Linked DNA regions of Mus musculus: regions 2, 3, 4 and 5 are each linked to region 1. A link is a contact called in public Hi-C, HiChIP or PLAC-seq and promoter capture Hi-C data. All regions are on one chromosome and are shown on one strand. Each heading gives the region's core, a stretch centred on a gene start, on an enhancer-like site or on the middle of the called end of the contact. The rest is flanking DNA. Distances are from core to core; before and after follow the strand shown. Region 1 holds the start of Exoc7 (exocyst complex component 7). Region 2 overlaps Mxra7 (matrix-remodelling associated 7). Region 3 holds the start of Prcd (photoreceptor disc component). Region 4 holds the start of Unk (unkempt family zinc finger). Region 5 holds the start of Ube2o (ubiquitin-conjugating enzyme E2O).

What was found. Promoter capture Hi-C pulls out the DNA fragments that hold promoters and counts their contacts. A called contact is a pair of places that touch in the nucleus more often than the background predicts. HiChIP or PLAC-seq counts read pairs in DNA pulled down with a chosen protein or histone mark.
Region 2: a Hi-C map of cerebellum shows a contact between it and region 1, with 1.6 times the contacts expected there. The contact joins the enhancer-like site here to the promoter of Exoc7 in region 1. A contact is called at or near these places in 3 of 39 promoter capture datasets (hippocampal neurons and liver), 1 of 15 datasets of contacts at CTCF or cohesin (large pre-B cells), 3 of 484 Hi-C or Micro-C datasets (the G1E-ER4 cell line, cerebellum and embryonic stem cells) and 1 of 115 datasets of contacts at active chromatin or transcription factors (differentiating embryonic stem cells).
Region 3: an HNF4G HiChIP or PLAC-seq map of pancreatic cancer cells shows a contact between it and region 1. The contact joins the promoter of Prcd here to the promoter of Exoc7 in region 1. A contact is called at or near these places in 1 of 15 datasets of contacts at CTCF or cohesin (embryonic stem cells), 2 of 115 datasets of contacts at active chromatin or transcription factors (large pre-B cells and pancreatic cancer cells) and 1 of 9 other capture datasets (pancreatic islet).
Region 4: a contact with region 1 is called in a promoter capture Hi-C map of neural stem cells. The contact joins the promoter of Unk here to the promoter of Exoc7 in region 1. A contact is called at or near these places in 6 of 39 promoter capture datasets (the HPC-7 cell line, cranial neural crest, erythroid cells and 3 more), 6 of 484 Hi-C or Micro-C datasets (CD4 T cells, liver, myocytes and 3 more), 6 of 115 datasets of contacts at active chromatin or transcription factors (the SCID.adh cell line, embryonic stem cells, large pre-B cells and 1 more) and 2 of 9 other capture datasets (embryonic stem cells and pancreatic islet).
Region 5: a FOXA1 HiChIP or PLAC-seq map of pancreatic cancer cells shows a contact between it and region 1. The contact joins the promoter of Ube2o here to the promoter of Exoc7 in region 1. A contact is called at or near these places in 2 of 39 promoter capture datasets (HPC-7-derived erythroid cells and cranial neural crest), 1 of 15 datasets of contacts at CTCF or cohesin (embryonic stem cells), 3 of 115 datasets of contacts at active chromatin or transcription factors (embryonic stem cells, microglia and pancreatic cancer cells) and 1 of 9 other capture datasets (liver).

What each region holds. Positions count from the first base shown.
Region 1 is chr11:116,305,473-116,308,005 of GRCm38.p6, forward strand. Exoc7 (exocyst complex component 7) reads right to left here and starts at 1,262. Exons shown (of 20, transcript NM_016857.4): 1 at 1,142-1,262; 2 at 916-981. The coding sequence starts at 1,201. Gm26730 (a long non-coding RNA gene) reads left to right here and starts at 1,392. Exons shown (of 3, transcript XR_389166.1): 1 at 1,392-1,709; 2 at 2,200-2,533.
Region 2 is chr11:116,807,167-116,809,699 of GRCm38.p6, forward strand. All of the region lies in intron 3 of Mxra7 (matrix-remodelling associated 7), which reads right to left. Among named protein-coding and RNA genes, the nearest start is that of Mxra7, 20 kb to the right of the region's middle. Within about 2 kb of position 1,260, at least 94 of the 459 cell types and tissues checked have an H3K27ac peak or open chromatin away from gene starts, as enhancers often do. A contact at or near this core is called in the G1E-ER4 cell line and cerebellum, where this site is marked.
Region 3 is chr11:116,655,833-116,658,365 of GRCm38.p6, forward strand. It overlaps Prcd (photoreceptor disc component), which reads left to right and starts at 1,276. Exons shown (of 5, transcript NM_001163318.1): 1 at 1,276-1,475; 2 at 1,706-1,774. The coding sequence starts at 1,405.
Region 4 is chr11:116,029,042-116,031,574 of GRCm38.p6, forward strand. Unk (unkempt family zinc finger) reads left to right here and starts at 1,275. Exons shown (of 16, transcript NM_172569.4): 1 at 1,275-1,450. The coding sequence starts at 1,347.
Region 5 is chr11:116,580,183-116,582,715 of GRCm38.p6, forward strand. Ube2o (ubiquitin-conjugating enzyme E2O) reads right to left here and starts at 1,265. Exons shown (of 18, transcript NM_173755.3): 1 at 830-1,265. The coding sequence starts at 1,231.

The sequences.
Region 1 (2,533 bases), core at 12-2,511:
TTATTTGCAAAAAGAGATAATCAGGCTGGAGAGCCAGCTCAGCAGTTAAGAACACTGGCTGCTCTTCGGAAGTCCTGAGTTCAATTCCCAGCACCACATAGCGGCTCAACCACAACCATCTATAATGAGATCTAGTGCCCTCTTCTGGCATATGGCCATACATACAACCAGAACACTATACATAATAAATTTTTTTTTTCAATCACCTCAGGATAGATTCCTTTCTACCCTTGAAAGTCAAATCTCAATTTCTGTTCTCTCTGAAGTTTTCCTAGACTGAACAGAAAGTAGCTTCCTCCAAAATAGTTGCAAATATATTACTGTTACCTCAAACAAACAGCCAACCTCTTTCCCTAAGGGCAAATCTCATTCAACAAGTATTTTATTACTGTGTAAATACAAATGCAAGCACTTTTAAAGCATCTTACTGTATACCAGACACTGGGAAGCATGCATAGACTTCCTCCACGGACACACTGGGAGGCTGACATTGTCTGCTTTACCAGGTAAATTAACCATAACTCAAGGCCTACCACCAGGAACCACATAGTAAGCTGTAGGACATTGGGTAGATCTAAGACGCATTAACTCTCTGAGATGGTTTTGCTTCCAAAGCCCCTGTGACTTCGCTGCCTCGCCTCGCTTGAATTTGACAATGACACGGGGCCAGTACCAGGCCATGTACAGGATATCACGAAATGTTTGCAGAAGGACAGACAGTAACAGGTATAGGGCAGCGGTTTCCTCGGTGATGGGGTGGAAACTGGGGTGCAGAGATACCCATCGCTGCAAGATATGCCCACTGTTTACTACCCACGCTGGAGTCCCTGGACAGGCGCAGGACACGTCCATCACACGCCCCTCCTCTGGGGCTCAGGAGCCTGGCGGCAGCCTCCCAGCTGAAAGGCTACTCACCATGTTCCTAGTGAGCTGGTCGCTCTTCTCCAGGCTGTCTCGGATAAACGACAGCGTCTCCTCCTCCTGCGAGGGGCAGAGAGGAGGACATCACCACAAGCCGATGGTGAAAGGCGACCACCAGCACCCAGCACCCAGCACCACGGCCTACGCCTAACCCTATCTCCCCTTCCACCCCGGTTCGATGCCCCTGAGCGCCTTTCCTTCACTTTCTCCCCAGCGTCACCTGCTTCAGTTTGTCCTCGATCTCCCGCCGCCGGGCGGAAGCCTCCTGCGGGGGAATCATAGCAGCGGACAGCGCTGTCCCCACTCCCCGCTGTTTTAGCTCCAAACCCTGCTCGGCTTCCGTCCCTGTCACGCCCACTTCCTCCCTCGGCCCCGCCCCCGGACGCTTTCGGGGGCGCCATGTTGGGAGTGGCAGGCGGAAGTGTGTTCCTGCCGGAGCTCGCGAGCGGGCTGCGGGTCGACGCCATCTTGAATGTGGCTGGAAGAGCCGCTCACCTGAGGCATACGTGGGTCTTTCCTCGTAGCCAGAGGCTGGTTTGCTCGCTCCTTTGAAAGACAGCCCCTTGCTGGGAGACTGAAGCAGGAGGCCATTCACGAGTTCGAAGCCAGTTTGGATCACATAGTAAATTCCAGGCTAGCCTAGGCTACAGAGTCAGACTTGGTCTCCAAACCAAAAATCAAGCAAACCAACATTATACCTGAATTTTTTTTAGATCGTTTTGGCTGCTCTGGAATAGGTTATGTAGACCAGGCTGACTTCTGCCTACCGTGGGCTGGATTAAAGAAAGGTGTGCTCTGCCAAACCCAGCTCACCCAAGAAAAAGCAGGGCGGTGGCGGAAGGCAGGAGGTGGAGGCTGGCACGGAGTGGTATATAGGGTTTACAGTTCTCTCCCTCCCATGTGTAGGACCCAGAGGGATTGAATTCGGGTGCCAGGTTTTGTGGCAAATGCCTTAACCTGCTGAGCTATTTCACCAGCTCATGATTTATTTGTGGATTTTAACATGGTGTATAGATAGATGTTTCGCCCATGGGTATGTATGTCTGTGCCGTCACTTGCATGCCAGGTGCCCTGGAAGACCAGAAGGTTATCTGATCCCTCTGGAGCTGACATTACAGTAGTGAGCTGTCTGTCATGTGGGTTCTGGGAACCCTAACCCTAACTCAGGCTTCCTGGAAGAGTAAGAAAGAGCTCTTAACTGCTGAGCCATCTTTCCAGTTAGCTAAACCCTAATTTAGGATAAAAGCGCTGACTGAGGAGACAAATTTGTTTTTGCAGATCATATCTTAACGGTTCAAGTCTGGAGACTGGATTCCACACAGAGTGGCTTACAATGGATACTTCAGAACTTGTGGGATCCCACGTGGGTTTAATAACAGAGACACAGAGACATCTGTATAGTATAAGGCTGTTTGCCTGTTTGCTGGGGCAGTCCCTCAGCTAACCCTCCAGACTCAACGCGACTTCCCTGCTACGAGTCCCTGGCGTTCTCTCTGCTCAACCTCCCTGTCCTGCTCAGTTCTGCTTCTGTCTCTCTCTCCTCCTGCCCCGACTCCAACAGTCAACTCTAGTCCTCAAAGGCCACACGCCTTACTCATCCAATCTGAGCCAA
Region 2 (2,533 bases), core at 10-2,509, 500 kb after region 1:
TTAGAAAATGCACGGCCCAGAAGTCTCCTGGAGGCTAATACTGTCATTGCTTCTGCACGCAGAAGTGGAGACTGGGCTGAGCCGGTAAGAACACTACTGGGAAGGCTTCTTAGTATTGAGAGGGTTGGACCCGAGACTCCTGTGGTGGGGGTGGGAGCACAAAACGGAGGCCCTATTAAAGCTAATGCCTGACATGAGTCATTCCGGCCTGAGAGGAAAGTGCCCCAGCCCCACATGTGTGTGTGTGTGTGTGTGTGTGTGTGTGTGTGTGAGTGTGTGTGTGTGAGTGTGTGTGTGTGAGTGTGTGTGTGTGTGTGAGTGTGTGTGAGTGTGTGTGTGTGTGTGTGTGTGTGTGTGTGTGTGTGTGTGAGTGTGTGTGTGTGTGTGTGTGTGTGTGTGTGTGTGAGTGTGGGTGACCACCCGTGAGTACCAGTGGACTTCACTTCCTTTGTCTATTACTTCTCAAATCTGGTGGTTTGGCTTCAGTGAGAACAAAAACACAGAGGGATTGTGGGAACAGGGTGTGGGGGGGGGGCACAAAGGCTGTGGGGAGCAAACATGGCTGGTAAGAAAAGCTCAAAGCCTGAGCCCATACTGCTGGCAAGCTTCCTCCTCTGAGGAGGACAGAGACAAGGCCATGCCCAGGATCTTGCTAGCCCAGGGACGCACCCCAGCCTGCATTGGCTCCTCGGGGGGGGGGGGGTGTTTTTGTTTTTTTTTTAAATCTCTCAAGCTTTTAGGATGTCAAAAGGAAGGAAAGCTTTCAGGAAGAGGCTAAGGACACCTTCATTATTCTTCAGTTCTGTAAAGAGAAACAGGGAGAGAGAGATCATGTATTTTGTTCAGTCGATTTCAGAAGCAGCACAGGACAGGAGGGTGGGCACAGGGACGAGAAGGAAGATGTTTGGAATTGCAGAGGCCATGGTAGGCTCTGCTGCTTTCTTAGACCAGCAGTTTGCTCCTCATATGTTGCAGGGACACAGCTCTGTTAGTCCCCCCCCACAGCCAAAGCCAGCTGTCCCTCTGCCACTTTCAGCTTCTGAGAAACAGAGACGATGTTCAGTGAGCTTGCTAAGCCTTGGCTGTGTGGTCACACTGATGGAATTCCTATTGCCTTAGATAATTTTTTTTTTTTTTTTTTTTTTTTTGCTTCCTGCTGCCTGGGTCTTCGTCTGCTGTGAGGGCTCTGAACCTAACCCTGCAGGTTCCCCAGAAGGGCCAAAAGCCTGGCCAACTCTCTGACTCTCTGAAGGCCCGAGGTCTGATTGTGTGCCTTTGGCGCCCTCTCCTGGAAGCTGGAGTTATTGCATGCTTTCAGCCGTTATGCAGGAAGAGCCTGAACTCTTAAGGTAAGGCTGGGGGTGGGGGTCCCCACTTTTCTAACTGCCCTAACATGTCATACAAAACCCTCTTCTTGGGTCCTGTCTATTTCCATGAGTGAAAAGATAACAGACCTACAGACAGTCAGGCACAGCAGTGAGGGGCCTGGCCCGGGCTGGCAGCACAAGCTTAGTGTACAAGCTGGGTTCCTCTCTCTCTCTGGGACCAGCAGGTGGGATATCCTGCTAAAAAGCAAAGCCAGCCAGGCTTCTTGGCCTGGGAGAGCAAAAGTCTGCCATCCAATGAGCCCAGGCACACTGAGGGAAGCTTCGGAGAGCGGCAGGGTCAGAGCCAATGTGGGGAGCAGGGGAGGAGTGTGCGTGCCCACCCAGAGGGAATTTAAAAAGGTTAGCGTGCAGAGCAGCAGAGATTTAAGCGGTTACTGCCTTCTCACTTCCCAGGCTCTGGACAGGAGTTTTGTCTGAGCAGATCCAGGGGCAGAAAGTCTCAGTTGGGATGGTAGGAGAACCCATTTGGGGCATCCAGCTTGCTCAGTGCTGCTCCCTGAGGAGTGTGATCAAGCCTGAGGAGAACAGAGCAGAGCGCTGCCGCAGAGCTGGGCCCTAGGCGCAGCTGCGGTGGCCCAGCTAATGATTCAAAGTGAGAGGGAGAGAGTGCACCATTTACCTGCTAACAAGGTGCTTGCTTGCCTGTTTATCAGCCTAGAAGCAGAAAGAGGCATTGTGCTGGTAGGGACAGGTCTGACGGGCAGCCTGCCAGCTTGAGAGAGTGGTTCATTAGTTTGATGGTAATGTAGATGAACGGTTTCATTATTATTATTATTATCAATTACATTTGTATTTGTTTTGTGTGCATGTGGAACTTGGGGGACAATCCATACCACTTGGTTCTCCCCTTTTATCGAACTAGTCTGAGGCTCAGACTCAGGGCGGCAGGCCTGAGCAGGGTTGGCAGCAGGCACCTTTGTTCTCTGAGCTAGCAAATACACTGGTGCTATTTTTCAGGGGACAGTTCTAGAGCCGTTCCCCAAATCCCGTTGGGTCCAGATCTGTCATGTAGCTATCGTTTTTCTAAAAGCCAGAGACAGAAGGGTGAAGCCAACCTGAGCAGCCTCTGCAACCCCCAGCATCAGATGTGGCACAGAGGTGTGGTCAGGGGATGCCCCTCCGGCTGGGCCTGCGTGCAGGGCTGG
Region 3 (2,533 bases), core at 26-2,525, 350 kb after region 1:
GGTGATGGCCCAGGTGGGTTTAGGTCCCAGCATCACTCAGCCCTTGTCTCAGCCCTGTGTTGCTGACTCAAGCCCTACTGCCCAAGGCAGCTAGTTGCCCAGGAGGTCCAGGTGGGATGTGCAAAGAGTATTTCTATCGATTCTCAACTTCTCCTCTGACTGTTGTATCTCCATAACATAGGATTATATTGGTACAGTAGTCTAGTATATAATTGATAAGCTTATAATTTGTATCTAAATTACATAAGATTGTTATATAAGATAGAATTTATAGTTCTGTCTGTGTGCACACCTCGACTCTGCCTTTTACTGCAAAGGGAGTGTAATTAGGAAAGCTCAGAAGGTGCAGGGGAGGCCTGGTGCACGCGCACGCATGCACACACACACACACACACACACACACACACACGCACACACACACGCACACACACATGTGCACGCACACACTCTCACACACATGCACATACTCTCACACACACGCACACACGTGCTCGAGCACACACACACACACACTCACACACACACACACACACACACACACACACACACACACACGCTCTACTCTCTGGTCCTCCTGGTCCCATCATCCATCTCTTCTCCTCTCTGCCATTCTCTCCTGCCTTGGCTGCGACAGTGCAACTCCCCTGCCTCGCAGCCTCGGTCCCTGAAGACTGGCAAGCTTTCATGTCAGCAGCCCGGCAGAGTTGGCTGAGGGCCCGTCCTTCTCTGGCACCTGCACGTTCAGACACCTCCTGTGATAGCTCACTCTTTCTCTCCCGTATGGGAGACTGAACTTAGGGCCTTGGAACCCCAGGCAAGTACTCTGCTACAGAGTTATCGCCTCAGAGCTCTTTGAGACACTCTCATTAGGTTTCCCAGGCTGGCCTCAGAGCTCTCTGGAGCTCAGCCAGGCTTTGAACTTGAGGTGCTCCTCCCCTCCCCAGTGGCTTACAGGTCTTTGTCACCGGGCCAAGGCCCCAGATCCTCTTTGAAGCTATCCTTGATGCTTCTAAGTCCTCAAGTGCTCTGCAGGTACATTTAACAGTGTATGGAAGTAGCTCACTTAGCTCGATTGCACTACGTGCCTTGATGCCAAAGCCCGGATAGTAGTGAATGTTCTGGGTAGAACATTCTGGAGGGGCACTCAGGGTTACCTGGCATGCCTTGAAGGAGGCTGACTTACTCTGCCACTAGAGGGGAGATCTTGGGCCTGGTGAGTTTAATCTCTCTTCACAAGGTCAGGTCTGCCCACTCCACTAATCAGCTTGAACGTCCTAATCCCTTCCCAGGAACTTCAGGAAACACAGCGGTGGCTTGGGAGAGGTAGGCTGGCCATTGTGGCTCCCCGGCCCTGTGGCCTTCTTCAGCGGAGTTGGTCGTCGGTGGGGATGGGGCAGCTGAGCCATGTGCACCACCCTCTTCCTGTTCAGCTTGGCCATGCTGTGGCGCCGTAGATTTACCAACCGAGTGGAACCGTGAGAAACTGATGGGGCTGTGGATTGGGGTCGTGGGTGGGAGGGACCACCAGGGAGAGTTACAGACAAGCTGGTCTGGAAAGGAATTCAAAGGACACCCTGGAGGGGTCCCTCTTGGAGCTAGTGGTGTGGGTTGGAGCAGCCAGTGCTGTGCTGCTGGACTGTGGTAAAGGGGTGGGGCAGGGGCTGAGCACTGCCTACAGGTTCTCTTGCCTGCTCTTCCCTTCCAGAGAGCCCAGCAGAGTGGACGGGACAGTCGTGGGCAGCGGCTCAGACACAGACCTTCAATCTACCGGCAGGTGAAAGAGAGTCAGGAGTGGGGAAAGTAGTGCTAAGGAAACTATTGGTGTGTGCGCCTGTGTTTGTGTGCGCATGCGCGCACAGGCACTCAAATACCGAGTTCTAGCCCTAGCCCTAGCCCTCACCAGTCACTCCTTGTGTAGTGGGCAGGTTAGGTGGCAGAGGGAGTCCTTGCTCCTCTTTTCTGAACCAATGCTGTGTGGCTTTGCTTCTGTGATGTGAGTGTGGGGCAGTCCCCAGGAGGACCTTCTGTTGGAGGAGCAGGGAGCAGAGGGAGGAGGCAGGAGCCACTCTGGGTCGATTTGCTGCTCTCTTGTCCTTGGCCCTCCTCCTCCTCCTTCCTCTGCCACGGACGGGCTCTGCAGCTCCGTTGCCTGAACCTCCAGCAGGATTCGCTGTCCAGTCCCCAATAGAAGGCGCAGGAGGTGCATGACGTCATCGACACTAAGTGTCATTGGCTGGGCTGCCCCTGCGGGCAGGACGCTGTCTCCAATGGCCTGAAAGTTAACTCTTCCTTAGGTTGCAGCCATGTGGCCTTTGGGGAGGCAAAGTTGTGCATTCTTCCTGACTTTTCCTTCCCTGGTTTTCCAGAGTCTCCACGCCCGTCAAGACACTACAAAAGTGTCAATTTAGTACCTATGTGTAAGGTTATGTCCCGTGGACTCCCTAGCATGGGCAGGATCCCAAGATCAACTCTCACTTTTAGTGAAAACAAAGGGCAAAAAAGATCTCCCGGGCCTTCAGGATTTGGGGCCCAC
Region 4 (2,533 bases), core at 25-2,524, 280 kb before region 1:
CATATCTATGATGGACATTTTTATTATTTTATTATTATTCGTGGAGTGGGTTCTCTCCTACCACCTGTACATCAGTCCCAGAGATCCCACTTGGGTTTGCAGCCTAGGGAAGCAAGCACCTTTACCCCTACTCATCTCCAACCTGTTGTTGTTTGGTTGTTCTTGTTCGGGTTTTTAGACAGACTGACAGCTCTGGCTGACCTAGAACTACCAACGGATGCCACCAGGCTTTGAATTCAGAGATCCACCTTCCGTTGCTTCCTGAGTGCTGGGACCGAGATACATGCCACCGTGTTGGTTTTTGAGATAGGGTTTTAGTACATAGCCTAGCTTGGCCTGGAACTTGTGACTTTCCTCCCTCAGGATGTACCCCTATATCCAGCCTGTAGAAAGTCATTTCATAAAACCATATTCCTAAATGTGAGGCAATTGCCTTGCATTTCCCCGGAACAGAAAGGTTTTTTTCCAGAAAAGGGAACTAGAATGGACTAGAACATTTTTTTTTCCTCAGCCCCTGGCCCTTCTCATGTAGTCTATCACTATACTTCTCAACAATTTACCAAAGTGCCTAAGAGACTACTCTAGATAGAGATTAGGTTCTCCCTTGGACCTTAACCTACTGGAAACAAGGTATTTGGGCCAACCACTGAGTTCAGAAGGAGCCCAAGTGGAGGGGTTCCAGGTTTCAGGGTTGATAAATGTTAATGATGCCCAGGAACAATATGGTGTATTGTAATTTTTAAAAACAAAACAAAGCAACAACAATAAAAAGCTTCTTCAAACTGTCTGCTAGCCTGCATACTTTCTCTGGTGATTTACAGGTTACTATATTATGAAAATATTGGCTGACTAGCTTGCTGGCTCCGAGGCAATGCTCTAGACTGACTTTAGAAACGGTGCGCCAACTGTACTGGTAGGGAGGCAAGGCAATTACTGCACTGCATTTGGAACATTCTCCGTGGAGTTGTTTCAGGCCTCCCTAACTGGTTCCTTGCTCTCCGGAGGATCCAGTTTAAAGGTAGAGTTCACCTCCGACCACACTGACAATGCTCAGGTAATAGTTAAGAGTGACTAGACTACAATTACCACAAGGCATTGCGGATCCTCAGCATCCGGGACACCGTCCGCAAAGATCTCTGGGTATTGTGGTCTTGCACTTTAGCAGCGACACTGTGCCAACGGTAAAATTTCACCGGAAAGGAGGACCACAACTCCCAGCAACCTTTGCTGCTGTGCGGGGGGTCTTCACGTTCTCGTGGCGCGGCGCAGGCGCTGTGGGTCTTCGGCGCGGACCGCGCAGACTGAATAATAAAAGGGGAGCGGCGAAGAGGCAGGAAGACAGGACCATGTCGAAGGGCCCCGGGCCCGGCGGCTCGGCAGCTTCCTCGGCGCCCCCGGCCGCTACCGCTCAGGTGCTGCAGGCACAGCCCGAGAAACCGCAGCACTACACGTACGTAGAGCCCCCCCCGCCGCGCGCGCACGCCTGACGTCAGCGGCCAGCGTGAGTCACGCGCGCAGGGAGAGCGCGAGGCTGTCCCCCCCCCCCTTCCTCCGGCTCGGCCCAGACCGGTTCCAACCTGCTGGGACCGGTCCCAGCTTACTTCAACTGTCACCAACCTCTGGTCGGGCAGTGGGGCGGGAAACTCGGTCCCAGCCTCCGAGTCGGAAAGGCAGGAGCGCGGGTCCCGAATCCACACTTCTCAGGCCAGGCCTCAGAGGCCTGACGGTCTCAGACATAAAACCCGACAAGTCCACGACATGACAAGTGGAAGTCTGTACCAACCAGCACGAGACCTGTCTAGAAATGACTGTTTGCTTGAAGTCTCGGGAGGAGACTCTGTGCACCGGAGGCCTTTTGTATCTTTAAGGCCTGTTAGATTGTCCACGAGGATCACCCATGCTTGAATTCCCTTAAACAGTCAAACGTGCAGAAATGGGCTCACTCCGTGCAGGCTGTACTGTCTAGCTTGAGTCAGCGACATCCGGGGTGTTAATGGTTGCAGACCCCTTCAGCATCGGGCAGGCAAGGGAGCCTCATCGTAACTGGCCTAAATGAGATTGCCACAATGTAAAAACTGCATGTGTACAAGCTTAGGTCCCTGCCTTCCTTGCTGTCATGTCACAGTAGGCCTAGGTTCTGTGAGACAAAGGCCAATGCTGTAGTTCCTCTTGTAAAGCCCTGTTGGTTTCCGTTCCCTGCTGTGTGCCAGGAGTGTCCCTACTGGGTGCCTGAGTGATGGGCCAGTTTAGGAGATCCCAACCTGTGGAAATGTCAGAACCCGAGAGATTGAACAACACTCCAGCGTCCAGCCAGGAGCTGGCAGCATCCGAACTAAAGTCAGGCAGAAGCAGCTCTGGTTCAACACTTTTGGGAGTTGGGACAGGGGAACATTGGTTATAGAAAATGTATTGGTTTCTTCAAATGACTAGTGTTGGCTGACGTCATCCAAACTTGACTGTAACTCAGGTTAGCCTTTCAAGTATGGTGGTCATCAGTTGGTCCTTTCTTACTGGAGTTCTCTCTCACTCTGCA
Region 5 (2,533 bases), core at 15-2,514, 270 kb after region 1:
AGGACAGGAGGAGCTGTGAGGTAAAGATATGTGAGAGACAGATACAAAACCACACACTCAGGAAAACAAGCCTGCAAACCAATCTTGGCTTAGGTTTATGATGTCAGTCCGCTCTTGTAGAACTGCTCCATTCACAAGCCTCTTTCCCGAACAGTGGGAGAATGTGGTATTTGCTTAAGAGCCCCAGGTTAAAACCAAAAGAACGAAAAAACAAGATGCAGCTTTTCCCATTGGTCCCTCTCTCTTCTGTCCACGATTTCATAGGCCACCCCACCCCAAGAAGTCCTAGACACCCAGTCGCAGCTGCCACCATCTCCCTCAGTACTATTAATATCATGGCCCTGGACTGGTTCATCATTTCCCTCATAAAGTTCTCCGAGGCAATTCAAAGGATGCAGAGGGGTTACAACAAAAAAGACGTGGGGCCGCTGCCCCACCATGCATTCCGTCAGCATCTGCTCAACTTCTTGGGTTTTCACCTCTATCTTTGTTTTGGAATACCCACAGCCAAGCCCTCCCCGGCACGGCCTTCCCTTCGGAAAGCACAATGCAGCACGGACCTCCTTTAGCGGTGGGGGTTGTAAGCAAAAAACGCCGCACTAGTGTAACGCCGAACGCGCCTCAGCGCCCGAGGAGGTCCCCACGGGCATCCGTGCGCGTCCATCACCCCGAGGCCAACACCACAGCCGAGCATCGCTCGCAAGGCCCCTCCCCTCGCCCGGAGCAGCCCTGCCGGCGTGCGCGCCCAGGCCGGTGTGATGACGGTGCACCGGGCGACGAGGCGGCGTTCCCCTCCCCGAGCCCTGCCGACCGCCCCGGCCCGCCTCACCTTGGTCTCCTTCACATGCTGCTTGACGCCCTCCGGGTACCACTGGACGCGCACGTAGCCGCGCCGCAGAGGGCTGGCCCGGCCCTCCTCGTGGCCCGCGCCCCCGGCCTCGGAGCAGCCCGAGCTGCCGCGGCCGTCATCGTCGCCCTCCGAGTCCGAGTCCTCGCCGTGGATGAGGCGTACCAGCCCGAAGTGCACCGAGCCGCGGTAACGGCCGGACACCAGGTCGTGGGAGAACAGCAGGCGCTGTGAGCCTGCTTCGGGGCCGGAGTCGGAGGACGGCCCTGAGGCCGAGTCCGTAGCGGGCGCGGGCGGCGGGGCGGCGGCGGCGGGGGCTGCGGCCGGGGTCGGGGCGGCGGCGGCCTGGGCCTGGGCGGGTGCGGGCGCTGCGGGATCCGCCATAACTGCTCTGCGCGAGTCTCGGGCGGCGGCAGCAGCGACAGCGGCGGCGGTAGCGGCGGCGGCAGCCTAAGGCGCGGGGAGGCGGGGCCGGCGGCGCGGGGGCGGGGCCGAGCGCGCTGACGTAGGCCTGCGTGCCGCCGTCGTTAGGGCGCCGGGATGCTGTTGCTAGGAGCCGCCGCCCGGTCGCTAGGGGACGCTGAAGATGCTTGGGGCGGGGGTGGAAGGACTGCCGCGGGGCGTGGCAGGGCTGCAGGAACGAAGATGGATTAGGGGCCTGAGGAAGGGTACTGGTCTACCGGAGTTGAGGGGCGGGGACTGCACGCAAAACTGACTGTAATTTCTTAAAAAAAAATTATGCCCGGGTCTGACGTGGTGGCCACGCCTTTAACCCCCAGCTCTCAGGAGGCAGAGGCAAGCCCATCTCTGTTTTAGGCCAGCCTGGTCTCAAAGCAAGTCCAGGTTACACAGAGAAACCCTGCCTCGAAAAAGCCAAACAAGCCAAGCAGTGGTGGCGCACGCCTTTAATCCCAGCACTGGGGAAGCAGAGGCAGATGGACTTCTGAGTTCTAGGCCAGCCTGGTCTACAGAGTGAGTCCAGGACAGCCAGGGCTACACAGAGAAACCCTGTCTCGAAAAGTAAAAACAAACAAAAGAATAAAAAAGCCAAACAAAAATTTTTTAAATGCGGTTTAGTTATGACACATGCTTTTAATCCCAGCACTTGGAAGGCAGAGGCAGGAGGATATCTGTGAATTCGAGGCCAGCCATGACTTACAAAGTGAGTCTTGCAAGGCAGTGGCACACACCTTTAATCTCAGCACTTGGGAGGCAGGCGGGTTTCTGAGTTCGAGGCCAGCCTGGTCTACAGAGTGAGTTCCAGGACAGCCAGGACTAAACAGAAAAACCCTGTCTCAAAAACAAAAACAAAAAACAAAAACAAAAACAAAACCCAAAGTGACAGGGGAGGGTATAGGGGGCTTTGGGGATAGCATTTGAAATGTAAATGAAGAAAATATCTAATAAAAAATGCCTTTAAAAAAACCAAACAAAGTGAGTTTCAGGACAGCCAGGGCTACAAAATAAAACCAAAATAAATAAATAAAATTAATTGAAATTTAAAATTTTATATATATATATATATATATATATTAGAAAACCCCTGTCTTGAAAAATCAAAAAAAGGTGGGGGGGGGAGAAAGAGAGAAAGAAAGAAAGAAAGAAAGAAAGAAAGAAAGAAAGAAAGAAAGAAAGAAAGAAAAGAAAAGAAGAAAAGAAAAGAAAAGAAAAGAAAAGAAAAGAAAA